Linked DNA regions of Mus musculus: regions 1 and 2 are each linked to region 3. Evidence: chromatin contacts called from public HiChIP or PLAC-seq and promoter capture Hi-C data. All regions are on one chromosome and are shown on one strand. Each heading gives the region's core, a stretch centred on a gene start, on an enhancer-like site or on the middle of the called end of the contact. The rest is flanking DNA. Distances are from core to core; before and after follow the strand shown. Region 1 holds the start of Bicra (BRD4 interacting chromatin remodeling complex associated protein). Region 2 holds the start of Nop53 (NOP53 ribosome biogenesis factor). Region 3 holds the start of Trim28 (tripartite motif-containing 28).

The links. Promoter capture Hi-C pulls out the DNA fragments that hold promoters and counts their contacts. HiChIP or PLAC-seq counts read pairs in DNA pulled down with a chosen protein or histone mark.
Region 1: a promoter capture Hi-C map of embryonic stem cells shows a contact between it and region 3, with 7 times the contacts expected there. The contact joins the promoter of Bicra here to the promoter of Trim28 in region 3. A contact is called at or near these places in 3 of 39 promoter capture datasets (the HPC-7 cell line and embryonic stem cells), 2 of 115 datasets of contacts at active chromatin or transcription factors (epiblast stem cells and large pre-B cells) and 2 of 9 other capture datasets (adipose tissue and liver).
Region 2: a contact with region 3 is called in an H3K27ac HiChIP or PLAC-seq map of embryonic stem cells, with 10 times the contacts expected there. The contact joins the promoter of Nop53 here to the promoter of Trim28 in region 3. A contact is called at or near these places in 11 of 39 promoter capture datasets (the C10 cell line, the HPC-7 cell line, cranial neural crest and 6 more), 6 of 484 Hi-C or Micro-C datasets (B cells, the Ba/F3 cell line, CD8 T cells and 1 more), 13 of 115 datasets of contacts at active chromatin or transcription factors (astrocytes, embryonic forebrain, embryonic hindbrain and 6 more) and 3 of 9 other capture datasets (adipose tissue, embryonic stem cells and liver).

The regions. Positions count from the first base shown.
Region 1 is chr7:15,998,234-16,000,933 of GRCm38.p6, reverse strand. It overlaps Bicra (BRD4 interacting chromatin remodeling complex associated protein), which reads left to right and starts at 1,439. Exons shown (of 14, transcript NM_001081418.1): 1 at 1,439-1,540.
Region 2 is chr7:15,944,831-15,947,530 of GRCm38.p6, reverse strand. It overlaps Nop53 (NOP53 ribosome biogenesis factor), which reads left to right and starts at 1,423. Exons shown (of 13, transcript NM_133831.3): 1 at 1,423-1,701; 2 at 2,177-2,241. The coding sequence starts at 1,478. It overlaps Gm24576 (a long non-coding RNA gene), which reads right to left and starts at 1,438. Exons shown (of 2, transcript XR_391165.4): 1 at 1,231-1,438; 2 at 1-1,070. It also overlaps a transcript of Ehd2 not described here.
Region 3 is chr7:13,022,891-13,025,590 of GRCm38.p6, reverse strand. It overlaps Trim28 (tripartite motif-containing 28), which reads right to left and starts at 1,439. Exons shown (of 17, transcript NM_011588.3): 1 at 530-1,439; 2 at 175-287. The coding sequence starts at 872. It overlaps Gm31649, which reads left to right and starts at 1,002. Exons shown (of 1, transcript XM_006540453.4): 1 at 1,002-1,883. The coding sequence starts at 1,046. The coding sequence ends at 1,591.

The sequences.
Region 1 (2,700 bases), core at 190-2,689, 3.0 Mb before region 3:
GGTACCCTTGTTTGAACTCAGGGTACCAGGCTTTATCCACTGAGCCATCTCACCACTATGATTTTTGTTTCTTGAGACAGAGTCTTGCTATGTAGGTCCAGGCTGGCCTCAAACTCACCATCCTCCTGCCTCTGCATTCTAGGAGATGGGATCACAGGTGTGGGCCTGTCTGTGTGGCCAGACATTTTATTTTCTGATGAGTTCCTTATATGAAATGTCCCCTGGACACTTGTCAGCCATAGAGGCTATAGAGTGTCTGGCAGAGAGAGTCGATGTATGAGGTGAGCGCCATTAGTGACCTCAGTGAGGGGGCACTAGTATATCTGAGATAAGGTACCTTTGCCAGAAACCAAGGCCCTGCATTGAGTGGTTGATGGAGCAGTTGTGCCCACAGGCCTACGGGAACCTGACCCTTTATCCCCCAGGACACAGATGGCATGTTTCAGGGACTATTGTGGCTGCTTAATACAACACACCTGTTTCAAATAATAACTGGCCATAGGGCCAGAAGTTGTAGCACACACCATTAATCTCCATCCTTTGGAAGCAGAGGCAGGCCTTTATGAATTCCAGGTCAGCCAGGGCTACAAAGTGAGGGCATGTCCGTCCATTATCCCCTAGCCCTCCTCCCCACTTCCAGAAAAAGGATAGCCTCTAGAAGGCTGGTGGTGTTACAGCAGTGGAAAAGCAGCTGCCTGAAATTCCCCCATGTGAGGGACTGGGGGCGTGGCTCAGTGATAAAATAATCACTTAATTCAAACATAATTATCTGGGCTCATACCCTAGAACCAAGAATAATGATACAGAACCAGAACTGGGTATTTTATATTAAGCTGAAGTATCAGTAAGTGATTTGGTACAGTGTGTGCCGTGGTGTTACATATGTGTATGCACACCATAGACCTTGTTCTTCCAATAGTATGTAAGATTGCTTTGTGTGCCTTTAAACTTGTGGTTTTCTATCTTTCTTCCTCCTCTCTCTTTTTGTTACCCCTTTAAAAACTTAATAACGGGGGCCTGTTCTGGTGGGACACAGTACAGTCCTGGCATTGGGGGCTGAGGTGAGAGGAACTCAAGTTCACAGGCCAGCCTGAGTTACATGATGTGCTTTGTGGTAAGTAAACTAGTTAACAATAGTCCTTAGCTGTAATCCAGTTTAGCAGCAGTGGTTGTTTACTTCTTTTTAAGTTGTTTTAAAACATAATCTTATGTAGCCCAGGTTTACCTACAACTGTCCATCCTCTTGCCTCAGCCTCCCCAGTGTCAAGATTATAAAAAAAACGTGTTCCCTTGTCTTTCCAGACCTCCCGCTCTTTCCTGTCCTCACTCTCTTCCAGGCTCTTCCCTTCCTCCATCTCTCCCGTCCCTGTCCCTCCATGCATGTCTTTTGCCAGCTGATAACCTTCCTCACTCACAGCTTCTCTCCTTTCTTTCCACAGCTGGCCCCACAAAGGACATTATCAAAGTCCCCAGCCTGGGGCCCTGTGTAGACCTGGAGTGGCCACCGCACCCTTCCCTTCATGATTCGTTCATAGCACAGGTAACCAGGGAAGACCCTCAGTTCACTCTTGGAGGTGCAGTTGTTCCTCTGGGTACTTGTGGGGCCCACTGGCATCTGACTTGCAGAACCTGGTTTAGCGGCCTCCTTCAGTCCCTCCTCTCCAGCCTACATCCCCATGTACAGAGCTGTAGGAAGGGTGTCCCTCAAGCTTCACCTTTTCTTTCATATTCTATAATGAGACAATGTGAGTGTAGCTCAGTGGTAGAGCCCCTGCCTAGAATCCTCCAGTGAGGGGCTGGGGGCGTGGCTTAGTGGTAGAGCCCTGCCTAGAATCCTCCAGTGAGGGGCTGGGGGCGTGGCTTAGTGGTAGAGCCCTGCCTAGAATCCTCCAGTGAGGGGCTGGGGGCGTGGCTTAGTGGTAGAGCCCTGCCTAGAATCCTCCAGTGAGGGGCTGGGGGCGTGGCTTAGTGGTAGAGCCCTGCCTAGAATCCTCCAGTGAGGGGCTGGGGGCGTGGCTTAGTGGTAGAGCCCTGCCTAGAATCCTCCAGTGAGGGGCTGGGGGCGTGGCTTAGTGGTAGAGCCCTGCCTAGAATCCTCCAGTGAGGGGCTGGGGGCGTGGCTCAGTGGTAGAGCCCTGCCTAGAATCCTCCAGTGAGGGGCTGGGGGCGTGGCTCAGTGGTAGAGCCCTGCCTAGAATCCTCCAGTGAGGGGCTGGGGGCGTGGCTTAGTGGTAGAGCCCTGCCTAGAATCCTCCAGTGAGGGGCTGGGGGCGTGGCTTAGTGGTAGAGCCCTGCCTAGAATCCTCCAGTGAGGGGCTGGGGGCGTGGCTCAGTGGTAGAGCCCTGCCTAGAATCCTCCAGTGAGGGGCTGGGGGCGTGGCTTAGTGGTAGAGCCCTGCCTAGAATCCTCCAGTGAGGGGCTGGGGGCGTGGCTCTGGTGGAGCCCCTGCCTAGAATCTTGCTATGAGATGCTAGGGGTGTGGCACAGTTACAGAGCACCTACGAGGCCTGCAGCATCCACAATAATGAGAAAGAAAGGAAAGGCCAGGAAGATAGTTCAGTTGGTAAAGGAGTTAGTTCTCTCTGTCCTGAGCTATAAGTTTCCACAACTCAGGAACTGTGGTCCTCATTGTATCCAGTTCATGATATTGCAATGGAAAGACCAACATGAGGCCAGTGGATTGATGCACTGGAAGAAGG
Region 2 (2,700 bases), core at 174-2,673, 2.9 Mb before region 3:
TGTGTGTGTGTTTTATACAGGCAATTCCATTGGCCTGCTTTCAGGGACCCAGCCAGTGCTTACATCATGACCTACGGCAGCCAGATGTACCAGTAGATGTAAGGACCCACCTGCCACCCCAGCTCTCTCTCTCTGATCTCCACCACCAATGTTCCCTCTCCTTCTCTGTCCCCTCTCTCTGCCCTCATGATTCTGCCCCCCATCTGTCTGCCTGTCTATCTGTCCACTTGTCTGCCTCTGTCCCTTCACCAAGTCCCACAGTACTCTTGCGTTCCCCCCAATAAACCTTTACACTAGGTCTGTTTTATGGTGTAACTTCTCAGGGGTACACCTTGGCCAGGCCCTCCAAAAATACTCCCTTGCCACATTATATTTCATAACGGCGTGTAAGCATATATGCCACCACAGCATACCTTGTGAAGGTCAAGAACAAACAGCTTGCAGGTATTGGCTTTTTCCAACATATGGGTTATGAGGATTAATCTGAGGCTTGGCAGCAACAGCCTTTCTCTACTGAGGTATCTTGGCAGCCCCACACCCAGCATCTTCTTTAATAAAAAGAGTTAAAGAAAATTTGACTGGACTCCGTCCCTTGGCAGTTACTATTTGGGAAGGAGGGGTGTCCTTCAATGGCATACACACTGGTCAGTTGCCTCTGATCTAGTAACTAACTCTTCACTCATTGCTGGTACAAAAAATCCTAGTAAATCCAGTACGTCACAAAACTACAAAGACACAAGGGAGGAGGGCATTTGGGGGAAAGAAGGGTAGTTCAGTAGGAGTGAGAAGGCAAAGGGAAGCAAAAATGGCAAGGCACGTATGAAACTGGTCTACAGAGTGAGTTCCAGGACAGCCAGGGTTATACAGAGAAACCCTCTCCCGAAAAACCAAACCAAGAAAGCAAGCAAGCAAGCAAGCAAACAAAAAACTTGTATAACTAACAAAATGGTTTGAGTAAAATTTTATGATACCGGGTAAGGTAAATTACTCAGAGTGAGAACCAAGAATCCACATAGCCTACTCCCTACCAACCCGAAATTGCAGGTCGAATCTCTGAATTCGAGGTCAGCCTGGTCTACAGAGTGAGTTAACAGACAGCTAGGCTACACAAAGAAACCCTGCCTTTTGTTGTTGTTGTTTTGTTTTTTCAAGACAGGGTTTCTCTGTGTAGCCCTGGCTGTCCTGGAACTCAGTCTGTAGACCAGGCTGGCCTCGAACTCAGAAATCCACCTGCCTCTGCCTCCCGAGTGCTGGGATTAAAGGCGTGCGTCACCACGCCCGGCTCGAACATTTTTAAAATAAGAAGAGACTGAACGTGATGATTTATCCTTTTGCCAAGACGTAAAACTCTCTATGTAAAAACTACGCTTTATCAAGATGGTCGCAAACAGGAAGTGCGTCATATTACGTCACTCGAGACGCGCACGTTCCAAACCGGATATCGGAGTTAGAGCGACTAAGCTCTTCCTTTAAGAAGATGGCTGCGGGTGGTAACAGGGACGGTGAGAAGCGCGGCTCGAGAAGCCAGGCGGACTCTGGCTTCCTGGGGCTGCGGCCGACCTCGGTGGATCCCGCTCTGAGGCGGCGGCGGCGGGGCCCCAGAAACAAGAAGCGCGGCTGGAGGAGGCTCGCCGAGGAGCCGCTGGGGTTAGAGGTCGACCAGTTCCTGGAAGACGTCCGGCTACAGGAGCGCACGACCGGGTACGTGGGGCGGGACTTCCGGTGGCGTGGCCGTGCGCTTTGCGACCTGGTGCTAGACGGACCGGGCATCCCGGCTCGGTGTGGGAGACCTATCAATAGTATCTTTAACAAATAAGCGTGCGAAAATCCCAACAAAGTTTAAGTTTTCCCCTAGTTTTTTTTAAAATTTGAAACAGGGCCTCACTATGTAGGACGACCTGGCACTCGGTATGTAGACAAGCCTGGCTCCGAACTCAAGTTTCCTCTGCCGCCGGAGTGCTGGCATTAAAACCTTTTGCTACAGAGTTTGAATTTCAAGTGAAAGAGAATAAAGTACGTTCACCCCATCGTGGTACATTTTAAATTCTGTGTGAAAGCTCCAGGTGTAGCCCATGGTTTGAGGAAGAGTTGGGATGGGCCCAAAAAGTTAGACCCCTAAGGGTCTGTTATCTTTCCAGCATTACTTTGGCAAATAGTCTGCATTTTTATCCTTCAGTGGCTTGTTGGCAGAGGCCCCAAACGAAAAGCTCTTCTTCGTGGACACAGGATTCAAGAGAAAAGGTGAGGAGTGCTCTTATGAAGTTGTGTGCTGGTGGTTCTCTGAGTCTTGCACCCGTGAGATCTGCATTGATGACATAATTTAAAGCAAAGCACACACACACACTCTCTCTCTCTTTCTCTCTCTCTCATTTTGGAAACAGTCTTGATCACAAGTTTGGAGGGGAGGGGGGATCGAGACAGGGTTTCTCTGTGTATCCCTGGCTGTCCTGGAACTCACTCTGTAGACCAGGCTGGCCTTGAACTCAGAAATCCACCTGTCCCTGCCTCCCCGAGTCAGTGCTGGGTGTGGTTCATCACCACAGTCTTACCATGTATACCATATTGGCCTCAAACTTAGATCTGCTTGCCTCTGCCTCCTGAGTGCTGGAAATAAAGGTATGCTTTACCACTGGAGACTAGAAGGGGCAGTCTTTAGTATAAAGAATTACTTTGAATGGCTTTGAAACAAGCTTGAGATGA
Region 3 (2,700 bases), core at 190-2,689:
CCTGTATTTACTTGCCAGTAAACACAAGCTAAAATTCATACAATGCACTCAAATCTGTGCCGCCCTCCCAGACACTGAGACCGCATAAGGATACAATCCAAACTAGTGAAGATGGTGAGAGGCTCTGGAAAAGGTCACGCTTCCCTCTTCCCCAAGATTTCCCACAGGACATACCTGGTTAGCATCCTGGGAATCAGAAGAGGCCTTACTGCCACTATCACGCATAAAATAATTCTCCACGATGTCTTTGGAGTAGCACTGCTGTTTGCACACTGGACAATCCACCACTGCCAAGATAAAAATGGGAATGCATGCACACCCTCTGATTTCTTGACATCTCCCATCACATTCTGCACCTCGGTGTCCAGACCTGGTAACGGGCATTGGCAGAGGCCAGGACCCGTTCCCCGCCCCCTCTTAAACCAGCAGGCCTACTTAACCCTACCCGGGCCCCCATACTCTCGCACAGGCGCAGTCCCGAGCACGGGCTGCGAGGAGGGGGAGGGGCACCTGGCCACCCAGTACTCACTAGCGCCGTCGCCCGCCGAGCCGCCATCCCCCGAATTATTCGCTGCGGCGGGTGTAGCGGGGCCCAGGCAGGCACTGCAGGCCGAATGTAGACAGGGCAGCAGCCGAGGATCCCGCTCGGGCCGCAGGCGCTCGCGACACACGCCGCAGTGCTCCAGAAGCTCCTGCGCCTCGCCACCGCCCCCCGCAGGGGACGACGCGGCTGCAGAGGCCGCCGCGGCTGAGGAAGCAGCCGGACGCTTCTCACCGCCCGCCGAGCCCTCGCCCGACCCTGGGCTACCAGAGGCCGCCGAGGCGGCCGTCGCGGCCGAGGCCGCTGCAGTCGCTGCCGCCGAGGCCGCCATTCACACGCCGCCGGGGGGGTGGGGGGGCCGCCCAGGGGAGGAGGGGCACGGAGCCCGCTGCGCAGGCGCAAGTGCGCTCGCCGCCAACGGCCAGGCAGCCGCCGATGCCGCGAGGCCGAGCGCCGCCACGCGTCTCCTGGGCCGACGCCCGCCGCGCCCCAGGCGCTGTCGAGATGCGGCCAAGCCGCTGGCTGCGGGCCTCTGTACAGACGACGGCGCCGCCACCAGCGCCGCCTCCTCCCTCGCTTCTGAGACACTCGCGCCGCAAGACTTGCGAACAACCGCCTGACCGCGCGCCGCTCGCAGAAAGAGCCGCGGCCTGGAGGCGGGACAGAAATATCTGGCGCCGACGACGCCGCGCACGCGCGTTGGGCACCGCAGCCTGGGGGCGGGGCGCAGATTACGCACGCGCCAGGGCCCTCCCTTCCACTCGCTGCCGCCCCTCTAGATCCAGAGTAGCAATGCTGCTGGTGAGGAATTCACCCGCAGAGTGCGTGCTTGACGTCTCCCATGCCCACCGCACGGTGCACCCAGGCTGGCAACCCGCGTGCTTGAGCGCGCAGGTCCTGCAGAGCCGAACCTTAGGCCCCGCCTCCTCAGCAGGCGTGGCGACGTCTGCAGCGGCAGCCTGGCCTATAGTCGGGGAAGAGGGGCGGGACAATACAGGGTGGGCGGGGCCACGGCAGAGCAAAGCGCCGGAGCCCAGGTGGAGGGGGTGAGGGGGTCTTTGCCAGGAAGTTCCCGCCGAACGTGGAGGCGGTCTTAACCCAAACTTTCTTATTGTTAAACTCGGGAAGCAGAAAGTTGTCCAAGTCAAACCGCAGATCACAGAGAGATACTGCGAAGCCATTCTGTAAAACTCTGCCCAGTCCTTCGAAAGCCCCTTCTGTGTTAGTCCTCTGCTATACTGATTTTAGTGTGATTTCTTTTTTCTTTTTTTTTGTGTGTGTGTTAGGAGAACTGAACATTTAACGCTAAGGAATTAAAGTTGGATCTGATTGATAAATCTTATCTGAGGGAGAAATAAGACCTGGGGAGGAATCTTGACTGAGGAGCTGGACCTAGGTTGAAGAATCTGATCTAAGGTAGAGGATAGCAGGATCAAGTGCGGCTAAGCGTTTCATCTCAGAAGCAGGATCAATGTGAAAAGGCAACCTGTCCCCCTTCCCAAACACTGCCGTGCTGAGAGTGGATGCCTCTGCAGCCTTGCAGTGCACTGGCAATCCGTTCGCCAGTCTGGATCTGGGCTACAGTGAGTTGTTGCCCGCAAGCAGTTCCAAGGCTCTCAACGGCAAGAGGCTACCCCTTCCGCGCGGAACCAGGTGTTCACCCACGTGGCAGCGGAGAGACGAGGAGTATCCCGCCACTGTCCCGGGTGTGGCCTTTGTTCCCAATCAGGCTGGGGGCCCAAGGCTTTGCCCCGCCCCAGCCTTTGTTCCTTCCTCGGCAGTTCAGCGCTCACCCTTCGGCGGGCCACGCCCCCACCAGACCCAGCCTCTGGACTCTCACTTCCTACCTCAAGAAAGGAGGGTATGATCTGGAAGCTGGCAAAGCAAGCACGGGGTTGGGGGGCGGGGGGAGTGCGGGCTCCCCGTAGAAATATTTGCGGAGTATTTTCACGGACTGCTGGGACTGGACTCACCAGGATAGGGTGCCTGTGAACCACGCCTACCTCAACCCCGGGAGCAGACTTTAGGGTACCAGAGACACAAGGGCAAAGTAAATAAGTGATGGGGCCTGGGAATTTGAATGGGTGGCAGACCGCTTGCTTGCCTAGGCTGTACGAAGCTGTATCCCCACCACACCAGAACCACGGCAAGGGGTGGGA